Regions from separate parts of the Mus musculus genome. Here region 1 is linked to region 2. The links are chromatin contacts, called in public Hi-C maps. All regions are on one chromosome and are shown on one strand. Each heading gives the region's core, a stretch centred on a gene start, on an enhancer-like site or on the middle of the called end of the contact. The rest is flanking DNA. Distances are from core to core; before and after follow the strand shown.

The links. A called contact is a pair of places that touch in the nucleus more often than the background predicts.
Region 1: a contact with region 2 is called in a Hi-C map of rod photoreceptor, with 4 times the contacts expected there. The contact joins two enhancer-like sites. A contact is called at or near these places in 2 of 484 Hi-C or Micro-C datasets (myocytes and rod photoreceptor) and 1 of 115 datasets of contacts at active chromatin or transcription factors (embryonic basal ganglia).

Annotation. Positions count from the first base shown.
Region 1 is chr9:48,244,295-48,246,994 of GRCm38.p6, forward strand. It overlaps a transcript of Nxpe4 not described here. Among named protein-coding and RNA genes, the nearest start is that of Gm51672, 38 kb to the right of the region's middle. Within about 2 kb of position 1,432, at least 5 of the 459 cell types and tissues checked have an H3K27ac peak or open chromatin away from gene starts, as enhancers often do. A contact at or near this core is called in rod photoreceptor, where this site is marked.
Region 2 is chr9:47,681,741-47,684,440 of GRCm38.p6, forward strand. The region is part of intron 1 of Cadm1 (cell adhesion molecule 1); the gene reads left to right. Among named protein-coding and RNA genes, the nearest start is that of Gm10677, 140 kb to the right of the region's middle. Within about 2 kb of position 1,296, at least 10 of the 459 cell types and tissues checked have an H3K27ac peak or open chromatin away from gene starts, as enhancers often do. A contact at or near this core is called in rod photoreceptor, where this site is marked.

The DNA of each region.
Region 1 (2,700 bases), core at 182-2,681, 560 kb after region 2:
AAGAGGGCAGTAGCGTGATGGGCGTTAAGGGAAATGTGGGTTGGTCAAAGTAGCGAGGGCAATGTGCAGTGCATGAGCACTCTGTAGCCTGGGGGATGATGTGCTGGGCAGGCTCTTCATACAGCAGGCTATGTGAAGCTGTGCAGGCAGGGGGCTGGGCATGAAGGGTAGAGGGCAGTGGGGCAGTGGGGCTCTTGGAATAATAGGGCATGCTAGAAAGTAGGCTTTGTGCATTTTTTTTCCTGAATTCTTCTCTGATTTTATTTAGTTGCTTCTCTGAAGTACAGAATGGCAGGAATTTAAGCATTCTCCTTTGAGCTGGGGATGGTGATGCAGACCTGTAATTCCAGCACTTGGGAGGTAGAAAGAAGAGGATCAGGAATTCAAAGTCATCCGTGGCTATCCAGCGAACTTGAGGCCAGCCTGGACTATGTAAGATTCTGTATCATAAGAAACATAGATTTGGGATATGTCTCAGTTGGAACTCCTTGCTGTGCACATATAAGGATGTGAATTCAATTCCCAGAACTCAAATAAAAACAGTGGGGGACCTCATTGAGGCCCTGTAACCCCAGCCGTGGGGAAGTGGAGGCAGGGGGTCTCTGGGCTTGCCAGCTTCACGAGTTCCAGATTCATCCAGAGCTCCTATCCCAAAAACTGAGGTAGAGAGCAAGTGAAGAAGACATCTACCACTCATCTCTGGTTTCTCCACACAAATCCATGCATATGTGCAACACACACACACACACACACACACACACACACACACACACACACACCTAAATGAATTTGAAAATAGCAGTCAAAAGAGTCTCCTTTAAACACATATCATTTTAGCATATTAGATAGGTGACTTAGCAATCTGGTTCGACATGTCCGATGACACCTGGGACATTTTATTAATATTCAGATTAATGAAGACATGGTGCTTTATGCTTCCTTACTGGTCTATGGCTACTGCTAATACAAATGTTGCATCAAGGAGTGAAACCCAGACCCTGACCTGATCTGCTGGGGTGCTGGGGAAATCTACCGTAAGTGAAGGGCTGGGGTGGGGTGTAGGAGATTCTGTACTGAGATTGCAGTCTCTGCCTCCAGCTCTTCTCCACAGTTTCCTCATCCCCATGCCTGAAATGCACTGCTGATGACCTTGTCCGTTTTAGCTTCTAGACAGAAACCCAACCTGCTGCCAGGAGGATCTGTGTCAGGAAACAAGTAGTAGACATTTGGATATGGCAAAGCACAGCACAGACTTAGGACTGACAAGACCTTGTAGAGGGGGTCCACACCCCCTAGCTAAGTATTCTCCAGCTCACAGATCCCCCCTCTCCTACACTTCCAGCCAGCCCCACCTTCAGTTTTCTGTGCAGAGGGAAGGGCTTTGGCAGCCTGCCAGTAGAACAGGTGTCCTCCCCCTCCCCCATCCACCTATTAGTATAATAATCTTCTGCCCCAGTGTCTCTGAGCGATTAGGGCACATCTCATGCTCTCTCCTCTCTATCAAGAGGAGGCCAAGAAATCTACCTCACCTGGGAAGTGCAATAATTGCTTAATGGTGTCCTGCCTAGAGTGTGATATTTATATTATAAGATGGGGATTTAAGTCTAAAAATAAAGGGAGTTGTCAGAGCTGAGGATTATTGATAACAAGTATAAATGACAGTACTGACAGCTAACATGAAGAGATCTGATTGTGTCCGGGCTTCCAAGCTGGAAGGGAGGTAAAATTAAGAATTAGGTCACTGACATTCCCCATTCAAGGAGAGAGGAAGGCATCCTCCCAGCTCGTGGCTCACCCTTTTGGCCTTCACATAAAGACAGCTGCATGTTGGAAGCATCCTGTAAGTACAGATGCACCAGGCACAGAGGGATGAAACTACTAATAGAATTAACACCTTACAGAGCCGCTGCCAGGCCAATGCAATCAAAGAATAGAGGAAATAAAAGTAACTTGTTAGCCAGGTGCAGGGCTACACGCCTTTGATCTCCACTCGGGAGACAGAGGCATGAGGAACGCTGTGAGTTCAAGGCCACCCTGTCTACATAGTGAGTTTCAGGACAACTAGTGCCACATAGTGAGACTGTCTAAAAAAAGTTACGAGTTATTTTCCACAGACCACCCATGCCCAATCAGAACAATAAAAGCTGGGTTGTCAGTGTGATGTCTGTAGCATCCTAGGGAACAGTAGTTCAAATCTAGAAGGTTGGCAGTGGCTAGTCTTTTTCTACATTCTGTATCAACCATCCTCATGATCTCTGGGCCTCAGTTTCCTCATCTTCAAATGGAGGGGGTTGGACAAGAAGACGTCTGAGGTAGCCTCCAATTTTAACATTCTGAGGCCCAGTTGTTCCACAGAGGTGCAATTCCACTGGTCTTCATTAAGGCAGAAGCAGCATCCGACCCCTGGAGTGTCCAAGTCACCATTTTGAGCATCAGTGGCCTTTGTCCGAAAAAAAAAAAAAGGCCTGATTAGTCGACCACAGGACAACAGAGGTTGACTGTCATGGCTTTCTTCTTCACCCACCCCCACCCCCACCCCTGCACTTCTCTCCTTAGGGTGTTAAATAAGACTGGTCAGTTTTGCTTTCTTTTTTTTTCTTTTCTGCTTTTTATCTCCACCTCCAGCAGAGATTTGGGTTTTTTCATTTACTCTCACTGCGGGTTTCAATCTTCCCCACTCCCAAAACAATACCCTCTATC
Region 2 (2,700 bases), core at 46-2,545:
TCTCTTTCATACCTAGGTTGCCATGGTTATGTCTGGTAAACAATAGCCCACAGTGGTCAGTGCTGCAAAATTCTATGGATCCGCTCTCATCACCACTACTGTCCCTTCCATTTTCTTAGAAACACACATTCCTTGAGTAGGGAAGAGAAAGAAATCTACTTTGTTCATTCTCATTTTTTTTCCATTCCTGGAGATTAGATGGATTCTGGGAAAAGAAGACGTTTCTGTCTTTATCCCGTACCCTGTGTAATCTGGCCAATTGAATAAAAATGTCATTGTAGTTGTGTTATGGCTTGTTTCCGAAGGCTGGTCCATGTAAGTGGTTCATCCGGAAATGCATGCTTCTGCATTGAGAGCACTGCATTGAGACAGGGTTGCTTCTTAGGGGAGAGCACTGCGTTTGTATGAGACGGGGGTCCCCAAGAACCCTTTGCTGAGACAGTCAGGTGAGCTGGCCACTCAATTCCTTTTTTGTAGATTTACACGATTTTTGGACATTTTGGTTGTGGCGACTTGGGAGCGTTTAATCTGTTTTTATTAGGTCATTTTCTAGACTCTTACGACAGTGGCCTTTTCAGCAGGACACACACACGATTTGTTATTGTAGTTATGGGGAATTGCTGATGTAAAGCATTCTGTGACTTCAGGGAATATTAATAAGCCTCTTAAAATACTTGTTCAATTAGATCCCCTGACCTCCTGTCCAGAGGTTGAGCTGTCATTAACCGAGAGAAATCTTTCCCCAGTTGAAGTGGTAGTGGAGGAAACCATTGTCTTTCTCCTCATTTTTCGCTAGCTTGTTTTCCACACTTTTTCTGGACCAGTGGGGGAACATGGTGCCCTATGTTAGACCGCCAAAGGCCCATCTCGACTCTGGACAGTAACTAGAGTTGCTTAGGTTTTGTATTACTATTGTGCCTACTTTTTATTAAAACAAACAAACAAAAAAAACCAAACAACCATTTGCTGTATCCACAGGTTGGAAAGATAATTTGTTTCACTTGTGTGGAGAATTGCTTCTTTCTGCCTCAAGCAGCAGGGTCAGGGGTGCATAGTTTGTTTGCATAAAGTAGGAAGTGTTTTCCTAAACTCGCAGAGAGAGGGATCTGGGGACTGTAATTGCCCACTGGCCTGTCACCAAGGCTGGGCCCTAAGATCAGCTTGTCTTGGACTGAAAGGCTAGGTTTTGAAAATGACACCACATCTGTACTGGGGGGGGGGGGGCCAAGTGGCCACGGCAGTCTCGGGTTTATGTCGGCTCCTCATGCCAATCTGTTGTGAAATTCTCTTGCTGTCAGATTTGTAGTTTCTCTCTCCGAGAGTAGGTCATCTGATTTGGAGCATGAAGGTACTGAGCCTCCTAAGTCTCTGTGACAGAAAGATACCGATGGAGAAGGAGCGAAGCCAGAGACCAGAGACCAGAGGAGCTGGCAGGAAATTGCAAACATGGTGGAATTTCCAGAGCTTTCCATTTTGTGAAGTCATGGATAATTTAAAAAGTACTGGCTTTTACTTTTGTTTGTTTCTGTGCTGCAGCCACGTCTATCTGCCAACCTTTCTAAAATGTCATGATGTAATTATTTTAACAGGCACTGTATGCTCCTTTATTTGGGGGATATTAACCTTTCTAAACAAAAGGAATGTTAATATACACTGGAGACACAACTAATGGGATTTCATTTTTCTTGTTAGGCAAGAAGCTTGATTTTTTTTTTTTTTAACTTCTTGTAAAAGAATTCGGCGAGTGAAATAATTGCCTTAAGCTAATCCATGGTAGCGATTTTTAAACGTGACTTTCCAGATCACTTTTATATGGCTTAGAAAGAATAATGTGATTTTCTTGTTTTTGTTTGCTTTAGCTAAACACTATTGAAAAATGATATAAATTCAATGACTTGAAAACAAAGGAAATGCTAATTTCTAATGTGCTGAGTTCTTTTAAGGCATGAAATATAGTGTTTAATTCATTGTTTACTTTTATATAGATTTAGTTAATTTTTTGAAAGTATGGGACACAGAATAAATTAGCTAGCTCACTCTTTTCTGAATCACGGTGCCTTTCTGTTTGATGGTTGCATGCATTTGACCTGAATGTGCTGTTGTATATAAAGCCCAACAGCCATAGCCTCTTGACAGGGTGGCCAGATGCATGCAGAATTCTCGGGGCTCCTCTGTCCCCATGGCTGTCTTCTGCCCTCTTTCTCTACCCTTCTCCTCCCCCCGCCCCATCTCTTATGATACATAGCCACTGAAGCACTTTATCTGGACTTCATGACTCTTGGTCAGTAACACTCATTTGCCATGGTATATATATAAGGCAACAAAATCCTCTAAAATTAATCATCAGGCTTGCAGCTTTGACCTTATTACCATGAGTGGCCTGCACGTAGTTCTGTAGACACCTGCAAACTGAACACACACAGAATCTGTAGTCCCAGGCTGATGGCCCTACCCAAAACAGTGAAGTCAGGAGGAGAGGGAGGAGGAGGCCGTGCCATCGAACCTCCATCATCCTCTATGTCAGGCACTTGAACTGCGTTCCCTTTAAGCAAGCCAGATGACACAAGGTTTTGCGATTTTGGATTAGTGTGAGAGTATGAAATGGCTCCCCTTTCCTTCCAGGCAAAAATACCAACAGAATCTTAAAGTGCTAATTTCATTTCATGGCTTTCGGGCTTGAAATATGGGCTCAAACCGGAA